Linked DNA regions of Anas platyrhynchos: region 2 is linked to region 1. The links are chromatin contacts, called in public Hi-C maps. All regions are on one chromosome and are shown on one strand. The core of a region is the stretch at or near the end of the contact, and the rest is flanking DNA. Distances in the headings are between cores, read along the strand shown.

What was found. A called contact is a pair of places that touch in the nucleus more often than the background predicts.
Region 2: a Hi-C map of F1 follicle shows a contact between it and region 1, with 2.2 times the contacts expected there. The contact joins the promoter of PAWR here to the enhancer-like site in region 1. A contact is called at or near these places in 4 of 8 Hi-C or Micro-C datasets (F1 follicle, F5 follicle, skeletal muscle and 1 more).

Annotation. Positions count from the first base shown.
Region 1 is chr1:41,705,419-41,708,905 of IASCAAS_PekinDuck_T2T, forward strand. No RefSeq gene overlaps it. Among named protein-coding and RNA genes, the nearest start is that of PAWR, 89 kb to the right of the region's middle. Within about 2 kb of position 1,748, at least 4 of the 8 cell types and tissues checked have an H3K27ac peak or open chromatin away from gene starts, as enhancers often do. A contact at or near this core is called in F1 follicle, where this site is marked.
Region 2 is chr1:41,794,272-41,797,758 of IASCAAS_PekinDuck_T2T, forward strand. It overlaps PAWR (pro-apoptotic WT1 regulator), which reads right to left and starts at 1,929. Exons shown (of 7, transcript XM_038171677.2): 1 at 1,781-1,929; 2 at 926-1,590. The coding sequence starts at 1,435.

The DNA of each region.
Region 1 (3,487 bases), core at 498-2,997:
AATTATGAATTTACAAATGTATGCTAATTCAAGCATCTTGCAAATTGATGGGTAACTTTAAAGGCTAGAGCAGATGCAGCTCTAATACTGCAGCTTCATTAATCTGTTAGTTTCCTGCAACTATACATGTAACTTTGGTACTTTCTGTCTATATTTCACAGAAGTTGATCACCATTATATTGGAATTTTTTTCCTTGTCATTTTGTTTCAATTGAGTAAAATGAGGATAAACTACACATAACTTGAGTTTGACACAATCACACACCCATATCTACACCATGCCAAACCAGCCTTGAATTACTTAAAACCTCTACTCGTCTACTGACCTGGAGTACTGGAATTTTTAATGGAGCTAATAAACTAACACTGCAGGTCAAGAGAAGAATGTTGAAAATGGGAGACAGTAAACAGACTGGCCAAGAGACGTGACTTCATCAAAACTCTGGCTCTTGTGGAATTTAAAGGCTCAGAGAGCAGCACTTTGTGTCATTGTACACCTTCAGGGCTCTGCTTATAAGCAGTAGGTAAAACCGTTGAACTTTATTTTATGGAATATACTCCATAAAACTGAATTACATTAAAGCGTTCTGTATGAGAGGGAAGGCAGACTGAATTTTTATTCCCCTTTGAATTAAATTGGCATGTGACTCATCATCTGGGCAAAACAATGTAAGCCCCACCTCTTCCTTATGAGAAAAATTTCCAATGTCCTTTAATTAAAAAGCAGTCTTCTACCTTTTCATGAAGGCAGTAGGCTCCTTTGAGTTTTCTTCTGTTGTTTTGTTTTGCTATTCTCTCTTTTTACATAGCCTTTGTAGTTCTGTATGTCTGATGTTAAAATTAGAGTAGCTCTTACACCTGAAAAAATACAGATGAGATACAGGACACATGTTCCTAAACAGCAATACCAACAGACATTGCAATATATGCAATACAAAAGGAAGTAATACTTAGCTTTCCTAGACCTATGGACACCACATAGAAGTTTTCTTTCAGGATATTTTGGTTTCTTCAGGCCTTGTTAAATGATCTGGCCTCCAGCTAAAGAAGTCTTTCTTTGCCATTTCAGAACAACGGCTCAAATGGGAAACATCAATACAAATAGAGCTGGGCATTTGGATCTCATCAAGTGCTTTGGTCTCTTACCATGTAAAGTCCTTCACAAGTCCTTCACACTCAGTAAACAGCTCCCTTTTTATCTTACCTTGTACCAAGGGCAGTCAGTTTTTTGTTGAATCCCTTTTCCCTTGCTTAGGGACAGGGCTTCTAATACACAACCCCATTTAGATACATCCCTTTCAGCCCCAGAGGAGTTGGAAGTGTGGGACCTTGAATGTGGGCAGCAGTTTGCCACAAGTTTTCTTCTTTCCCCTTGTCCAGGCCTCTGTTCTGACTCATTCAGGAAGTTCTCAGCCTGCTTGTTTGCATCTTTCTGAAAAAGAGCATTGCTGAAATGGCTTGTGATTTCATTCCCAAGCAGGCTGCTTCCCATACTATAATTCTTTGATCCTAGCCTTTCCAGAAGGCCTTTTTCATAAAATTATCAGCACGTCACCCAGCAGTACTTCTACCTTGAGTAAGGTGCCAAGAACCTTGGCAGCCTCAGCCCTCATGCAACCCTACCCAAGCTGGTCTGGAAGAGCATGCAGGCAAGGTCTCTAAGAAGCAGCTGACTCCAGCAAACGGCCAATCAAAAGGGCTTGAGTGAGATATCTAAGTATTTCTGTCTAAAGAGTAACTAGGCTAATGAAAGCAAAAATGCTGATAGAGGATGGAATTCATATCACCAGTTGCACATAAGCTAGTGTGTATATATTCCAGTAATAGACTGGACAGAGATTTCCTAGCAGCAAGTCAAAGAGCAAGGGAGAGAGGGTTATTAGAAAGGGACTATTATTAATTGTGCAAAGAGGTCAGTGTTTCAACCAGAGTTTGAGTGATTTAGACAGCCTGTGGTCAAGCAAGCAATGGGGTTTCTTTCTCCCCCACTCCTTAGCACTGCATCAAGCCTGATCCCTCCTGAGAGCTGGCGTCCTTCTCCAGTCATCATGCTGCAGAAGTAGATTTCATAAACAACTTAATACCAGTGGTTTCCCAACTATGGGCCACAAATCACATGTCCTTGATCTACAGAAAGCTGGCTAGTTCTGTCAAGCTGACTTTACTCATTTCTCTTAGGAAGAGAAAAAACAAATGAGAAAAAAATGTACTAAAGAAAAAAATGGATTGCACAGTTATATCTGTATTATATTAACACAAAAGGAAAGAAAACGTTATAGAGATGAGCTAGAAACACAGATGTTTTCCTACTGCTGCTTTTCCATGTAGGCATTTTTTGTAATTGCTACAGAACTAGAAATACAACCCTGAACAGATCCTCTCCTTAACATGAGTGTACTTGGGAGGAAACTTGGGAATTAGTTTTTGTTCTTGTACAATGAAATTACTTGTGGTAAGACTACCCTTGTCCTGCCTCTCTGGTACACAGCTCTCACAAGGGGACTCCGTGGTGACAAGGGAAAGTACATGGAGAATAATTAATCTTGTATTGCATTTGGTTTTAATTCCTAATTTAGGAATGTATTAAAAACTGATTTCAGAATGGCTATCCTAAGTTCTGGGCATGCTTTCCAAAATACCCAACTCTCCAATAACACTAAAACCCATTAAATCACAGTCTTAGCAATGATCAACAAATCCACCTCTCTCCTTCTCACAAATGACAATTTCAAATGTTTTTCCTACCATTTACCCTAATTGGAAGAAAGGGAAAGGAATAAGAAGTGTTTACAGTGTCTAGATAGCTAAAACATTTGTTCTCTTGAATACTAAACATGAATTACAAAATAAAGAAAAATCCAGAGCTGAGAAGATCTTGTGGAAAACCTTAAGGCAGATCTCTCCCCTTTATCAATCAATCAAACAAAAACCCGTCTTTAAAATCTGAATCTTCCTTCAGCAGAGGAGAGAGATACAAACAGTAAACTCAGCTTCCTTCAGATGTACTTGGCCCTATGAATGAGACCATGGAATTTCTCCTTCCTTTTAAAAGATCCCTTCAAAGGACCAGACACCACCCAGTTTTTAAACATGTAGAAAACACTTCATGCTAATATCATCCTGTGCTATTCTTTAGTTTCCCTCACAGACTGGATAACCCTACTCTCCCTTTGGCTGTGATTGAAAGGAGCAGATTGTTAATGCTGGTGTATACGGTTTGCAGGGCTCTGTCCTTACTGCTGCTACCTGTTGTCAAATTCCCCTCTTCACTTAGTGCAGAAACAACAATATCTCAGCCACTCCATTCTTTCTTCATGAACTGTCTTTTATATTCGGGCTGGTTCTTGCAGAATTGGAAACTCCCAGATGTCTCTGCATCTCCACCAAACTAAATTTGCTGTCAGCAAGCATCAGAGACTCAGCCACACATTAATTTAAAAAAAAATATATATATATATATACACCAAAGAGCACCCACATTCACAGA
Region 2 (3,487 bases), core at 679-3,178, 89 kb after region 1:
CAGGAGGGGTGCAGGCTCTAAAACCAGAGGATTAAAGAACTCGCTTGTGCCCCTTCCTTTCCAAAGCAGGAACATTCAAGACCCACACCAAAACATTTTATCTCAGAGCAGAGACTATGCAAGTAAAGAGTCTGACCAAGTGGAGGACCAGCCCCTAAAAACACAATTCTGAAAGACCTGCACTGCTCCAAAAAGGCATTCCTCACCTTCTGATACCGCCCTGTGTGAAAGTGTCTGCCCTGAACGCGTTTACGTTATCAAAAAGAAAGTGTTAATGACTGCAGGTATGGCAAACAGGACTCCTTCCTCTCCTGCTGCTCTGGAAAGAGATCTTTTTATTGTCATTTTAGCCATCTATAACTTTAACCAGAAGAACAGATAATAGAAATGCTTTCTACGGAGAGGTAGATAATCAGCATTAATGAAAAATTGGAGAGTAAAACACAGCTTTGTTTAAAGTTTCCTGTGGCCTTTCTTATTAACTGAAAAAAAAAAAAAAGGGAAAAGCTAAAGACTTAGTTATCATTCTTCTGAATTCCTCTAGGAGTATTATAAATCAATGCCAGATTTTTATACTAGTAGCAAACCACAGAGGACAGTGGTGTTGGCTGATAAAAATATCTTCCTCTGCCTTCAAGAAAAAAAAAAAAGAATGCTCTTTCAACCACCACATTTTTTCCAGCGCAGGAAATTCTTTCGGGCTCCAAACCGAGCGCTGTTTACACCTGAACATCTAACTCAGCGCCCGCCAACCCGCTTTCCCCCGCTCTGACGGCGCTGTCAGAAGGCACCCGGCTCCCTCCGGACCTGCAGCGGCCCCGGCAGCGGCTCACGGAGGAGCCGCGGGGCAGGGACGAGGGGAGGGGACCGGGAGCGGGACCGGGACCGGGGCCGGCCGCGTGTGCTCGGCGGGCCCCGCGCTCACCTCGGCGGCCGGGATGTTCACCACACCTGTCGACCTGCGCTTCTCCCGCAGCTTCCTCTTCTCGATCTGCCCCTTCCCCTTCCTGGCGCTGGGCCCCGAGCCCGAGCCCTTGCCCTTGCCCGCCGGCTTCTCCTCGCCCTCGGGGGAGCCCGGCACGGGGCTGGAGGCGGCGGCGGGCTCAGCGCCCCGGCCCCCGGCGAGGCCCTGAGGCGGCGGCGGCGGCGGCGGCTCCTTGGCGGGGGGGGCCCGGCCGAGGCTCAGGCAGTTGAGGGCCCCGCCGGCGGGGGGCGCCGGGCGGTCCGGCGGGGCGGCGGGGGGCAGGCAGCTGCCGCCGCCTCCGCCGGGCTCTGCCGGGGCGGCGGCGACCCCCGTGGGTCTGGGCTCGCTCACGGCGGCCGCCCCCGGTGGCGGCGGCGCCTGCTTGGCCCGCATCTTCTCGCGCTTGGCTTTCCACTCCTCCAGAAAGTCCGTGGTGCTGCCCCCGGCGCCCCGGTAGCCGCCGGTCGCCATGTTCCCGGCGGGGTCGGCTGGGCTCGGCTCAGCGGTGGTGGCGGTGGCGGCAGCGCCCCGGCAGCAGCACCTCCGCCGCCGCCCGCCGACGAGAGGGGCCCGGCGGGGCGGGCGAGATGGGGGCGGGGAGGGAGGCTCGGCGGACGGCGAACACCCTGCGGGGAACAAAAGGGGGGCCGTCAGGCGTCCCGCTGCCAGCCCAGCCCGTCCTCGCCCTGCCCCCCGCCCCCCCGGACCCTCCTCGCCCTCCGCCGGCCCCGACGCCCTCCCTGCCGGCAGCGGAGCCGCCCGGCGCTCACCTCCCTCCCTCCCTCCCTGCCGCCCGGCGGGGCCGCGGCTCCGTGCCTCGCTCGGTGCCTCGCTCGCTGCCGGCCCCAGGTGAGCGGCACCGCCTCCCGCCGGCCCGGAAGGCGCGGCCCCGGGGCGGCCCCGGCTCCCCCTTCCCTTCCCCTCCCCTCGGCCACAGCCCGGGCAGCGCAGGGCAGGGCCGGGCCGGGAGCTGCCGCTACGGCACCCGCGGGGCGCCGGCACCTGCCCGGGGCTCCCCCGGGGCTGCGGCCGTCGGGCCGGGGCTGTGCCTGGGAGGCGCCGCTGCCGCCGTGCGAGCGCTTCGCCCAGCCTCGTGCACCGGGCAGGTCCGCGGCAAGGTGCAGAGCCGGCAGCACGTCTCTTTTATTTTTCTTTTTTTGTGGCTGATGTGTAATGCTGAGCCCGGCCGTGCGGTTAATAAAAGTCCTTCACGAGTTTGGAGCGTGAACTTTTGGAAACGCTTTTGGTTTCTTTTTTGCAGCAACGGTACGGATGCTGTGAATGCCGGTTAAAAAGTCCTGGCGAAACGGGGCTCCAGATGGCTGCGGGAGGCTGCCCGTGCCCCACAGCACGCATACAGCAGGCTGCTCCGTCCTGCCTGAGCCTCGCAGCGCTGCGGTGGTGGGCACTGCCTCGGGGAATCGCTCACCCTGACACTCACTCACTCACTCCCCCAGTGGCTGAGGCTGGCAGGGCCTCTGGAGCCCACCAAGCCCAAGCCCTGTCCCAGCAGGGCCACCCAGCGCAGGCTGCCCAGGGCCACGTCCAGGTGGCTTTGGAAGATCTCCAAGGAGGAGACTCCGCAGCCTCTCCGGGCAGCCTGTGCCACTGCTCCGTCAACCACACAGAAAAGACGTGCTGCCTGGTGTTCAGAGGGAACCTCGGTGTCTCACCCCTCCAGCCATCAGTGCCTGGCTGGTGATCATTCATCCACTCAGACATTTCACTTAGCTCTATCAGATTTTTGCTCTGGTTCGGGCTTAGGGCTTTTAGTGGGGAGGCAGTTGATTTTGAAGGAGTTTATGTGTCTGTGTAGGTAGAAGTTCAGACATCTGCATCCCCAGCGCAGATGAAACCTCTCATCTTTCAGGTAACAGTAAAGCCCGAAACAAAACAGGTTAATGGTTCCGTGTTATGCTGGAAAGCTGTCAATAGGCACAAGAGTAGATGTTGAAAATACAGGTCTATACTAGCTCTACTTAATGCTAAAAAATTATTGATGTTGATTATATTTCTATTTGCCAATCAAGCATTTAATGAAGCGTTGACTTAATGTTGACTCAATTAGCTCTCGCCTCAAAAAACACATTCTTACCTTCACGTTCATCTAAAGAGTTTTGTTAGAAAGCTATTGAGCTGTGTTTTAGAAAACACAATTTAGAAAAATGATCCTTAGTGTGAATTCTTGCCTGCAAAGTACTTTTCCCATTCTGTCAGACTCTTCCTCTTACAGACTCTTCCTCTTACATGAAGGAGAGCTGTCCTTGAGACAAACACCAGTGTTTCGCTCCTTGACATTGCCCCCCATGAGCAGCCCATCTGGCTAAAAATGTGTAAAAATCATGTAACAAAGTAATTGTTTGTAATACTTCATGTATATGGAGAAACACTGTGATGTATTTCAGTTTGAGGGTTCCCTCTGCTCCCAGTCACCCAGGTCTTCCTGCAAGGCTTGGGCAGCATCTTACCTGCCCACATATCCCGTGGGTTGAGCACTGCAGCTGGGCTTTAGCTGCATCTGCC